2 separate regions of the Lactuca sativa genome follow, and region 2 is linked to region 1. The links are chromatin contacts, called in public Hi-C maps. All regions are on one chromosome and are shown on one strand. The core of a region is the stretch at or near the end of the contact, and the rest is flanking DNA. Distances in the headings are between cores, read along the strand shown.

Region 1 (6,936 bases), core at 3,230-5,729:
GGACGTAAGGTCGTAAGGGACTAAGACATGGAGCTAATTTTGGGTTGGCAAGGCAGTACGTCGTATGAACTTAAGTGTACGCCACACGTACTGGGTCAGCGCCTCGACCTTGGTCAACACCAGCGTACGTTGGGTGTATAAGCCAAGTACGGCGTGCGTACGCGATCTGTGGGCTTGGAAGATTTTTGTCTCATTTGGTGGGCTTTAGACTTGAGAAAATTGGGCCTCGGTCCAACCAAGTCCTTTTTGGACCTAAGGCCATGTTTGGGGTCCTTGGGCCATAGTGGGCCTTAAAGCCCCTATGGTGGGGTTGGATGCCTTTTTGGGTTTAGTGGTTTTGGGCCTTGGAGAGTAGGAGGCTCAATAAGGCAAAGGTAAAGTAGTCTTTTTGCCTTAAGTCAAGGACTAGGATTTTGGACCTTCGAGTTAGATCGTGAACTAACTTCTAATTAGGATTTTGTGCTTGTGCGATAGGAATAGGAGTTCGCAAGTCATCCGCTGAGTGCGATTTGATACCCACAGTCTAAGGTGAGTCTTTCTTTGTAGTAGCCGTAGGTCAAAGGCACCAGGGCCGGGCCACTAGTTATGTTATAACATGATGATTGTCTTTGTGATAATTGTCAGTCATGTTTGTATTTGCTTGATGAGTCAGTGATTATTGTTATGATATTTTGTGGTAGTAGTAAGGGTGAAATAGACCGATATCCGGTTGAAATAGATCGAAGGGGTAGGCCAGCACCCATATATGTTTGGCAATATCCAGTTGAAATAGACCGAAGGGGTAGGCCAACACCCATATATGCTTGGCAGTATCTGGTTGAGATAAACCGAATGAGTAGGCCAACACCCATATATCCTTAGCAGTATCCGTTTAAAATAGACCAAAGGGGTAGGCCAACATCCAGATATGCTTGACAGTATGTTTGTTTAGTATGTGGTATGTTGGGGGAACTCACTAAGCTTTGTGCTTACAACTTTTAGTTTCTGTTTTAGGTACTTCCGGTTTGAAAGGGAAGGGCTCGGCCTGATGGCACCGCATCACTCTATGTTTTTCCGCACTTAGTGATTTTGGGATTTGTACTTTGATAATATGTTAAAGTGTGACTCTTTTGAATATTTTGGTATCAGTTTCTTATGAATTGAATAAATTTTAAAAACAAAATTTCACCTGTATTTTTGGGATGTTACATTTTAGCCCCTCATCAAAACAATACATGGAATCTCGTTCCTTGTCCCAAATCATCGAATGTAGTGGGGTCCAAATGGGTATTATGCACGAAATATCATTCTGATGGTTCAATTGATCATTATAAGGCGTCTCTTGTTGCTCAAGGTTATACCCAAATTCCAAGGTTTCATTTTTCGCACACTTTCAGTCCTGTCATTAGAGCATCCACGGTTCGATTAGTCTTATATATTGTTGTTAAAATCGTTGGCATCTTCACCAACTTGACGTAAAAAATGTTTTTTTTTTAAAAATGGTCATTTATCAGAGATTGTGTTTATGGAGCAACCTCCAGGGTTTATTGGCTCTACTCACCCTGATTATGTTTGCCTGCTCAACAAAGCTCTATACGATCTTAAACAAGCCTCGAGGGCTTGGTTTCAACGACTAAGTCTTTTTCTCTTACAACAAGTATTTTGTTGTAGTCAAGCTGACACATCCTTGTTTGTTTTTCATCAAGGTTCATGCATCTTATATTTGCTCGTATATGTTTATGACATTATTGTTACATGCAACCATGAGTCATCAATACGTTGTTTCATCGACCATCTTCACCAGGAATTTGCCATTAAAGATCTTGGCAAATTGAACTATTTTCTGGGTCTTCAAGTCAACTACACTTCAGATGGTTTATTTTTAAATCAAACTAAGTATGCACATGATATTCTTGTTCGTGCTTCGCTATTGGATGCCAAAACTGCATCGACTCCTCTTGCCACAAACGATGCTTTCTTAAGTTCAAGATTTCCTTATTCAAATCCTACTAATTATTGCTCCTTGGTTGACACACTTCAATATCTTACCATCAGTAGACCTGACTTGTCATATGCCGTTAATTAGAGAAGTTAATTTCTTCACTCGATGATTGTTCAACACTTCCAAATGGTTAAACGAATCCTCAGATATGTCAAGGGTACTATTTATCATGGTCTTCACTTCTCATATCCTACAAAGACAACCTTAGCAGGCTATTATGATGCTGATTGGGCCCGCTGCATAGAGACACAACGCTCCACTTATGGTTACTCCATCTTCTTTGGTGGTAATCTTGTCTCCTGGAGTGTAAGGAAGCAACCTACAGTGTCTCATTCTAACTGTGAGTCTGAATATCAGGTCATGGCTAACACTGCTGCTGGGCTTATTCGGATCACACATCTTCTACGAGATCTCAATGCCTTACCTTCGGACCGTCCAACCATTTTATGTGACAATTTGAATGCTATATTTCTCAGTTAGAATCCTGTTGCACATCACTGAGCTAAACACATTGACATTGATTATTACTCCATACGAGAGCTTGTATCTACCGGAAAACTTCACACAAAGTTTGTTCCTACCAAGCTTCAAGTGGCTGACATTTTTACAAAACCGCTTCCAAGACCGTTACTTGAATCCTTTTGGGAACACTTAGGAGTTTGTCTGCCACCAATTTCGCTTAGGGGGGGGGGTAATCGACTATATTTATTCAATATAGTCAAGCCTCTATCATAGGATATTATTGTGTATTAATTTGTATTCCTTTTATATTTTATTCTTTGTAATTATATATTGAATCATTTATGTTAATAAAATTCATTTTGGAAAACTAAATCTCTCTATATCCTTATTGAGGAAAGATAATTATAAGTTACATACAAATGAAATAATGAATTATAGTTACACAACATGTTTTGTAATTGATGCATCTGTTTAAAATAGTCTGAGACACAACAATCATTGATTTTTCGTATTCAAAGGAAGTCATCAACCATAGACAAACATGGCATTGATAGATGTATAATTCTAACTCAAAAGAATGCATTTTTTTCCTACAACAAACTTTATTAGAAAACTTTAGCAAAGAGCCAGAGGGAACAAATTCCAATAAAAAGTTCAAAAAAACACACAATAAACAACACATGAAATAGCTAACATAGGTTGGAAAGAAACCCAACCCGCCTAAGTTTTTTTTCTTTTGCTTCTATTACTTACCCACAAAAACGATTGAATAAGAACTTACAAGTCCCTATCTTAATCCGAGCAAAATAAAAAATGGAAGAATTACCAATGCATTCTCATTAAGCATAAATGTATTTATAGAATACATTTTGGAATTCGTTTATAACTCTATACTAAAAGATAATATGTATATATAAAGTATATTTTGGAATATTTTATAGCTCTATTACTAAAATAAGAAAATTATATCAAAATAATATAAAAATTATCCCAATCTAAACAATACGATAAATGTAAATGCTAAAATCAATTGAGAACTTAGCCGATAGTCCGATAGTTTTCATTTTGAATGCAAGTCTATCGTTAGGTAACATTCTATATTTTCTAATGAACAATGGGATGATGATTCCTATTTCCTAGGACACAGACCTCGTATGTACCATTGTCACCAAAGTTTTTCTTGTCTATTGCTTTCATATGCTTGTGCTTTCTAAAAAGAATTGTTATATTGTAAATACTATAAGTACAATAACAATTCCAATAATATGTAGACTACAAGTACTTTTGAAAAATGTAAATCCACCGAACACGTTTAAATTTTATTAAGCATTTTTAAATAACATTAATTTTTTATGCATTTATTTATATAATAAGTAGTTATTCCTTCTCTTTTAACCTTCAATAAAGTTATATTATTCGGTTATTCCTAAGTTGAAATACATCAAATGAATGATTTAAAAATAATATTTTGATTTTTTATGTCATAGTCGATAGTTAAAGTATGTGGATAGTTAATTGAACCGAATTTCGATCATAAAAAATATACTTATAGGCCAGAATTTTTCCCATAGCCTTTTGATCATCATGGAATCGAATAGCTAAAAGCATGGGCTAGAATGTTAATAAAATAATTTATTCTTTCTTTTTCCTAAAAACATTGTTTTTAAGATTTTACATATAAACTATTTTTTTATTCAATTTTTCAATATTTCAAACATGTCTTTATTCAATATATATAATACCACCTGATTAAAAAATTGGTGGTAATTTTATTATGAAGCAATAATTGACTTCTCATGGGTGATGTTTGCCTGACTTTCTAAATAATTAAATTATTTAATTTCTAATTTAAAATTAATCAAACTTAAATTATAGTATTAATAGAGATTAGGAAACAAACAAAGAAAATAAAATCGTACTATATTTGATTTGTTTTTAAATATTATATTAAAGATGCGATTTGTTTGTTATAAAAAACTAAATTACTGAATCTAAAAACAACTCATCTTATGCTTTGCGTCGGCATTCAGTCAGACCAACGACAAAACAGCAGGAAGCGTCATATCTCCGTTCTCCACCCGATCATTTCTCATCCAACGTTCATCAACCTTTTGACTACCTTTTGCATGCTTGCCACGTATTCAAATGATGTGATTCCCCCAAAAAAAACACACACTATTCCCTTCCCCCCTTTCTTACCTGAAATTCGCTGATATGGGACTCCGGCTTTTCACCTCCTCCACACCCAAAACTTCTCTATATGGTCTCTGATTCGCGACTTTAAAACTTCAATTCGAAGATCCTTTCTTGCTTCACCACTGGATCTTGCTGTTTGTTTCCGATTTTTTTAGGGTTGATGCAAAACCTATCTGGGATTTGATTCAATTCGATTCAGTTCAGCAGGTGAGTTCTTCGGTGCATTTTTCTTTGTGAATTTGAATCTCCATTGAGTTTTACATCAATTGGATTTTATTTGTTCTTGTTCGTAAACGTTTTGTTGATTCGTTAGTCAAAAATCTGTAAAACGCACACATGATTGACGGTTTAAGCGGAATAATTTTGAGTAACGTCATCGGAGATTAATTAGGATGTTATAATTTCGCACCTGGATTTTTAGATCATTATTTGCTACAGATTTCTGTTGATTTGGATTGGGTTCTTGAGGATGAATGTAAACTGAGTATAGTTTTTTATTTGGAATCCGATGTTAATTGAACTACCTGGCTTGAAGTCTTCAGGTAGTATTGGAGGCCATCTTACGGTCAAAGTCAACTGCTTAGATATATTCAATAGCAATCACAATGTTCAATGCATATAAATGGAAAGTGGTTTGATTTCCCTAGCTATGTAGAATAATATTTTAAACACGAATGGATAGAGATCACTCAGATTTTTTCAATTATATATTCTTTTTGTATCTAGTAGTTAATTACTCCACGATATAATACAATATCTATTTGTTTCATTCGAAGTTCAAACACTGCTTCTTATGGTCAGTCGATTCTTACAATGTCTGCTTTTACTATTCAAACACTATCTCCCCTGTTGTAAGTTGAGCTCTGTAGATCTGAATCAAACCATATCTTACTTTTATATTTCTATATATCTTCATTATTATAACCCTCTCACGACCTGATATTAACCTGGAAATCTTCTAACCATATGATATAGGCTTGACATGTTTTAACCATGACTGGTGTGTACCCCTGATGGTTTTCAGGATGAGTCAGGAGATAAAGTTACATGGAGATGTTTACTTTGGTAATGTCAAGGGTAAACTCCCCCATGGCATGGGTAGCTACACATGGTCAGATGGCACAGTTTATGATGGTTATTGGGAAGATGGAAAGATGTGTGGTAGAGGTCGAATCTCATGGTCATCCGGAACAAGTTATGAGGGTGATTTTTCTGGTGGATATCTCCATGGTTTTGGCACTTTAAAAACTCCTGATGGATCTGTATACAAAGGGTCATGGAGATTGAACATTCAAAATGGTGTTGGAAGAAAAGAGTATAGTAATTCCGATGTTTATGATGGTTGTTGGAAAGATGGAGCTCATGAAGGAAGTGGAAAGTACGCTTGGGGGAATGGAAACACGTATATAGGGAACTGGAAATCAGGTAAAATGTTTGGTAGAGGGGTAATGAAATGGGTAAATGGTGACCTTTTTGATGGATCTTGGTTAAATGGGTATAGACATGGGTCAGGTGTTTATAGGTTTTCAGATGGTAGTTACTATTTTGGGACATGGACAAAAGGGCTTAAAGATGGTCAAGGCACATTTTATCCTGCAGGAAGTAAATGCTCATCTTTTAGAAAGACAGCTCATTCTCAAAGATTCAGGGATCCAGAACGTAATGTTACTCGAACTTATTCTGAAAAAATTACTTTTAGTGGTTTTTTTAGAGAGTCAGGTCGTATAACAAGCAGGAGAATCCCGCCAGATGACGATTATGCCCTTGGGGATTCCACTAGAGAGTTTTCTGCTTCTGAGAGAACAGAAATGTTTTCTCATATCTCAGATGAAGGTGGAAGTGAAGTAGATGATGATAGTACTGTGGCATGGGAAAGAGAGTACATGCAAGGTGTTTTAATGAAAGAACGTGTTAAGAATCATTCAGGGGCGTTATCGTCCAAAAGCAAGCAAAGTAAACGTATCACAAACGAATCGAAACAGAAATCATGTGTGGATATTTTTGAAGGTCATAAAAGCTACTGTTTGATGCTTAATCTTCAACTAGGTATCAGGTAAATAAATCATACTTGAACATCTCAACTTTTCCTTTTTTTTCTTTCAAGAATGTGTTTTTTTATTTTACTAATTATTATTATTACCACAACACAACTCATGTGTTGTATCATTTGAAGTTCACAGGTACACAGTTGGCAAGATTACACCAGTTCCTATGCGTGAAGTGAGGTCTTCAGACTTTGGGGAACGTGCTAGAATAAGGATGTATTTCCCAAGAAAAGGCTCACAGTTTACACCTCC
Region 2 (6,936 bases), core at 2,845-5,344, 390 kb after region 1:
ATTCAATTTATTTGGTTCAAGTTTCGATTTACTTTAGAGACCGATAATTAAAACAAATAAGCTTTAGACAAAAAAAAATGTCTTTGAAGATCTTTTTCTTATATTTTTATGCTTGCTATTGCTATCATTAACTAAAGGCTGATATTTACAGGTTTAATCTTCATTTTAGATTTTGTATACAATTTTTTTTTGGTGACATTGCATTAGGCATTATTATTTGTTTTTTCAGTTTTTTACCTCAAGTCGTTATAAATGTTTTGACAGAAAAGTTTTACTCCATTTGATTGAGAATGGATACCACATTTTTAAATTATCGAAAACCATATGTAAAATGATTTTGTTGGTTGAGGTTTAAATTTAATTTCCTTTTTCTAAAAATATTAAAACAAGTTTAAAATTCAAATTTACGTTAGCAATAATTAGTAATCACAATTCCCATGATCACCATAAATTTTTGACTTTGGTGAAAATCGAGTTTGTTTTCACTTTTTAGGCGTATCTTGACTTAAGGATTAAGAAACATCAAGCAAAAACTTGGCCTATACAGGTCTCGAACCTGTGACCTTCGCGTTATTAGCACGACGCTCTAACCAACTGAGCTAATAGGCCGATCTGTTTTACATTGTTTTGTAAACATAATATATATATAATTAAGTATAAATATTGTTTTTGATTTTCTTAAATTGATTATATAGGCAAAGTTGTAATAACTTTATATTCGTATAATATAAAAAATTAACCTCAAATTCACTTTCGATAATGACAAAGTGGCTCTATGGTCCATTCATTTCTTTCCATCTTCGTCCAACGATGTCTTTTTATTGACCAAAGTATTTTTTTTTTTTTTAATTTGATTTACTCATACACTGGTTACAGGTTAGTGATCATCAATTTTACAACCTCGTTTTTTAGAAAAAAAAAATATATATATATTTTACAATTGCAACAGAATCAAATACAGTATATAAATCAGTAATCCAATGTGCATACAAATTAACATAACATCCATTATAATAATTATAACTCAATTGATTCCACACAAACAAACTTTCACCAAAAGGATGCCAAATATTTCCCTTAATTATACTAGAAAACACAACAAAAGTAGAAGAAAACCATCATCAAACAGAAAACACAGACTAAAAAATCTTGTAACAAACATGACAAGTGTACATATTCATTCACCAACAAAACAATGGGGGTTGGCTTCTATAGGAAAGCATCCTTCTCAAGCAGCTTCAATACATCGCTCTGGTTGTTGAGTTTTGCAACATCAATAGGTGTTTTCCCATCCATGTTTTGCAGAGTACTATATATCATAATAATAAGACATCAAAATCAAAATATATTTAAAAATAATTGATTATAGAAAAAGCTAAGCTTACACAGCTGCACCGTTATCCAGCAAGAGGGATACACATTCTTTCCTGCCATAGCCAGCTGCATAATGGAGGGCTGTGTTCTTGTTTTTGTCTAATGCATCCACTTTAGCTCCAGCTTCCACCAGAATTTGTGCACATTTCACCTACAAAATTACATATTTGCCCATCACCTCACATAAAATTGGCTTATTTTTTTATAGATAAAACCATTATGTGTTGAAAATTACCTCCCCGTATCCACAGGCAAAATGTAAGGCTGTCCTTCCCTCTGAATCTTCTTCATCTTTATCAGCACCAGACTCTAGTGCCTTCTTCAAACCCTAGTTATTCATACAATACAATACAATAAAACAATTAATATAAATTCATATAATAAGAATAGAGGTGAAGTAGTACCTCAACATCACCAACACTAGCAGTTTGATGAACAATGGATTCATCCTCATTTGCATCTTCTTCAGCTTCATCTGCTCCTGCAACTGGATTCCCAGCAGTAGTAGCATCTTCAGTCACTGCTAGACCCATTGCTTCACCCAGTTTCTTTAGAACATCTTGATCATTCCAATACCTACACAGCAATCAACAATTTTTTTATTAAAAAAAATGTATAAGTAATTGTATATGTAAATTGCAAAAGATCAAACAGATATGTAAACCTCATCATTGCAGTTGGGCCACCGGATTCAATCTCTTCTAAAATGGGTTTCAAGGAAGGATCTTCTTTGATTCTTGCCATCCGTTCTTCAAGCTGATCCTTTTGAGCTGGATTAGATAGACTCTCAAGCATCTGAGACATTGATGGATCCTGCAAAATCATACCATCATATTACTATTTATTTATATTTATTACATGATAAAAATTAATCATCATGAAATATGTTTTTACCTGCATCATGGCATTACCAAGGCGCTCAGCCATGGTCATGAACTGTGGGTTTTGCATAACCTGCTGCATGGTGGAATAATACTGTTGGGTGTCAAATTGGGGGACACCTTCATCAGGAGCATGAAAAGTCTGCTGAAGTTGCTCTGCCATCTGGTTGAATGATGGATCTTTTGCTATCTGTTCAGCTAATTCCTTAATGCTAGGGTCCTATAATTGGTGGATAATCAGGATGATGTATAGTGATTATGTATGAGCATGAAAGAAAGACAATACATTAAGTAGACCAGCCATAGATGAAAAGTCAAAAGGATTTGCAGGGAATCCAGCTCCAGGCATGGTGGGCATAGTAGGTATGCTTCCAGATTGTGCATCTGAGGTGCTTGATTCAGACAATGTCTTCTTCTCTTCTGCATGGGAGAAACAGGTATATAAGAAACTCTAAATAGATAAATAGTATATCTAAGCACAACCATATCACCTATCAATAGGCCAAAAAAGCAGACAAAGGTGCACCTTTGAATAGAAATAGTAATGGGCTATAAAAGCAGATGAATGGTAACACCAAACACAAACACAAAAAGAAGATGAATGTGTACATCTATAGTTCCAAGTGTATTATGAAACAAAAAGTATACCTTTAAACTAAAAAACATGCATCTCAACTAGATTAAGTATCGGATGAAAAAAAGTACAAGAACAAACAATAAACAACCTGAAGCATAAAGCCCACCATTAAACAAAATATGAGTCCAACAAGAACGAGAAATGTTGTGAAGGCATGAAACTCAAAGCCTTAACAGATGTGTGAAAGATTTAAGGTATTGTAGTCCAAGAAGAAACATATATACAATAAATATTATAAAAACATGTACTTTAAGAAGTGTATAAACCAGTGAAACCTCGATCACAGTACAAAATTAATTAAGTTTTGTATCAAATCCAATAGATAAAGAATGTTCTAATTGATTGTAAAGGAACTTTAAGCTGATAAGTGGAAACTAATGTCTCAATTGTATGCTGAGAAGGTGTGGTGATGAAGATTTTTGTTTGGGGAAGGGGGAATATGCTATATGATACTTTTTGAAATCTTTTGTCAAATTCCTGGAACTCTGGTAAAGTGATGATTAGAAAGGATAATTTGCCTCTTTCATCCTTCCCCTCTTTACACTCAAAGTATCAAGGATAACTCCTAATCAATGTAAAAAAATATAAATCGATTGAACAGCCTACGATTCTCATCAATCAGACCTCTCTAAACAATGACAAGTGTCAATCTGGATCATCTTCACCATTAAGTAACTGTTAAACACATAAAACCACATCAACATAGCATAATAAAACACGTACCTTTTACGGTGGTAGGCTTGACCGCGGCATCTTTCTCATTCACCTAGCAAAAACACAGCCAAACCCAAATCATCAGCAAAACTATGCTCAGATTAAACTCAGCTAACAGTATAGCAGTATCCACAGATCAAGATTTAAGAATCAAATGATCAATCTAGCAACCGTGATTACTATAATTAACAAAAAACTTGGAGAAATCAAAGTGAATCAAACTGGGAGAATTACGATAAAGCGGTCACAATCGTATTCCAAAAACTAAATAATGAAATAATCGGAGGTTGAATTAACAAGTTTTACCTGAGACATAACGATCGAAGTGATGTAAAGAATACCAAATTAATAATTGTATTTGTAGATCGAGAAATCTAGAATGAGTGAAGGGGGTAGCGAAGCGAGGTTTTTGATAAAACTCAGGGAAGAAGATTAGGAGACGACGAAGTAGAGGGATGAAGACGTGGGCCACCTCAATCCTCCAGCCTGACGAAAAGAACTTCACATGGATATTGGATTCCCAATCCTCCTTTAATTTTTTTTTATTAGAAACGGGCTTCAAGAATAGACCCATTAGGCCCAATATGTTTGCTTTTAATGGGCCTAAGAGTTTCAGTGACTTGGGCCAAATAATTTAGGGATTTATAATTAGGAATAATAAGTTAATTGAGTTTAAGAAGTTTAAGATTTCGAAGGTCATTGTAATGTTTATCTAACATGAATGAGAAATTGGCATGTAAAGGGCAATCAAAATGACAATATAATACTCATTTGGATAGTAAAGGAATGCCTTAAAACATTAAAATGCGCAGCATGTTTTATACTTATTAGGAAGTGCATTTGGAATCACATTTTATTAGAAATACTAAAATCCATAACATGTTTACCCGAACCATATTTGGACTATAAAGGAATGTGTTAAATCACTAACATGTGATTGATAATTTGATATCGTCATATAATACTAACATGTTAACACATGTTCACAATTCCTACATTATAAAAAAGGACAATTAAAATGAACAACAGATAACTCAAAACGACCAGAAAGGCCAATAAAAAAGTGACCACCATTCCTAGCATCCACTTTAGCATCAACATAGGTCTTGAACTCTTGTGTTCCTTATTCTACTAAGGTAAAGAACATTCAATTTCAAAATTTAACAACTACTACCATTTCATGGATATTCAAAACTACAACATCCAAATTAACACCTCATGTAATTGTTTCATAGTATATTATGCTATAATGGTCCATTGGTAGATCTAATGGTAGGCAACTGTTTAGGTTTGTTTGTTTTATTTTGCATGTTGTTCATAATTGTTACATTTGAATGCTTGATTTACCACATAAACACATGCTGACGGGTATCTCAAACAAAAATAAACTAATGTCTTCTAAAATCACATTGTTCACAAAGTGTATTAAATATTAATCATCATTTTTAGGCATGAAAACAGTCTCAAGGGCATGAAAATATCATATAATTTTTGAAGTTCAGAAAAGGGAACAAAATAAACAAAATTTTGACAATAAACTTTCCTTCTTATGATTGGCACACATTTTAAGGTAACACAAAACTACAAGCATGAAAGTCACACAATTAAGTCAATAACGTTTTTACACAATCATCTACACTCACATAGATTGGTATTCTACAAACAAAATAATAATCAAACATACACGTGGAAAACATTTTATGAATTTTACATATCAAAGTTTTTAATAAAAAAAAAAAACTTTTGAAGTCATGATGTCATTTAGTTTTAAATATGGGAAATTGAGTAATCTAATCCATATATCCATATAAATGAATTCTTCATAAAAAAACATATCCAAACTTACCATTGTTTCGGAATAGAATATTATGTTTATGTGTTTAAAATCTAAAATGCAACTATAATCTTAAAATCAACAAAAAAAAAACTAATAAATACATAAACTAAAGACATAAGATTTAAGTAATATTATAGAGGCATAGCCAATATAAGGCAAGAGTAGGCATTGATCCATCCACACAAAACTAAGGTTATATATATATATATATATATATATATATATATATATATATATATATATATATATATATATATATATATATATATATATATATATATATATATATATATATACACACTAGTATTTTAGTCCGCGCTTTGTCGCGAGTTTTTATGTGTGTTTTTTTTGTGTATATTACAATTTCAAAAAACATTAAATGTTTAAAAGAAATTAGGGTTGGGTGATTTATGAAAGTTGAAAAGAGTTTAGTGATTATTTTTGTAAGTTTGATGTTTTTAAATAATCCATAAGAATATATGGGCCATAACGGTAAAAAAAAAAGTAGTATAATGCGCATTATAAATAAAATTGAGAAGAGTTTAAAGACTATTTTTGTAAGTTCGATGGTTTTGAATAATCCATAAAAATATAGGGTCATAACTATAAAAGTTGTATATTGTGCATTTTAAGCAACACATTTATCCACATAGATTTTGTAAGATTTTGTGAGAGGGCGTTGTAAGTTATAATTTATATATAGTTTTTTGTCAATCATGCGTTGCGATAGGTCCAATCTATTTTTTAATTGAATTTAACAATTGTATTGATAAAATATAGGTACCGTTACATTTGTTGGTAGAAAAATATATAAGGTCAGTAGCATTGTATATACTGATTTGCAACATGTATTTACAAAAAAATATTTTTTTAGGATAAAAAATAAAAATAATGTAACACCCAAAGTCAGAAAGGCCAAGAAAGGAAAGGAAACCCTAAGTTTAAGGGATGACTCGGCAAGTCTAAGGAGGAACTCGGCGAGTCCGAGCGGGATCCGGGTCGAGGAGTAAGTGACCGACTCGGCGAGTCTGGTCTGAACGAGTAAAACCCTAATTCTGGGAGTTGTATCCTATATAAAGGGTGTTATGTCCCTCCCTCAGCCTCCATATCATCCTAGAGAACCTGTAAACCCTAGATTTCGTGTGAGCTTCCATCATTTGAGAGAAATAGCTTTGGAGGAAGGAAATTTTGGAAAGGAACTTGAAGATCAAGAAGGTTGCTTCAAAGGAGAGGTGTAGATCCGAGATCTACTTCAGTTTGTGTCCATCTTGGAGGTAATAAGCTGCCATTTTCCCTCCTTTGCATCTAGATCAATTTTGTTATGAGATTTGGGGGTTTTATGGTTGATTGAGACCCAATTCGAGTTTAGGGGCTTAGATGTGTTGTTGCCACTTCAGATCTAGTGTTGGGATGGTCCAATATGTCATAAAGCATCAGAAGATGAGTAGTGGTGAAGCCCTTTTTGTCCTTAAACCAAACCCTAGTGTGTTTTG

What was found. A called contact is a pair of places that touch in the nucleus more often than the background predicts.
Region 2: a Hi-C map of seed shows a contact between it and region 1, with 6 times the contacts expected there. The contact joins the promoter of LOC111878301 here to the promoter of LOC111877979 in region 1. A contact is called at or near these places in 3 of 4 Hi-C or Micro-C datasets (leaf and seed).

Annotation. Positions count from the first base shown.
Region 1 is chr5:249,417,649-249,424,584 of Lsat_Salinas_v11, forward strand. LOC111877979 (phosphatidylinositol 4-phosphate 5-kinase 8) reads left to right here and starts at 4,480. Exons shown (of 8, transcript XM_042902808.2): 1 at 4,480-4,846; 2 at 5,615-6,692; 3 at 6,820-6,936. The coding sequence starts at 5,653.
Region 2 is chr5:249,810,994-249,817,929 of Lsat_Salinas_v11, forward strand. It overlaps LOC111878301 (ankyrin repeat domain-containing protein 2B), which reads right to left and starts at 4,095. Exons shown (of 9, transcript XM_023874806.3): 1 at 3,913-4,095; 2 at 3,616-3,658; 3 at 2,542-2,675; 4 at 2,269-2,475; 5 at 2,039-2,187; 6 at 1,779-1,950; 7 at 1,610-1,702; 8 at 1,386-1,525; 9 at 984-1,309. The coding sequence starts at 3,921. The coding sequence ends at 1,210. TRNAI-AAU (transfer RNA isoleucine (anticodon AAU)) reads right to left here and starts at 609; the gene lies at 536-609.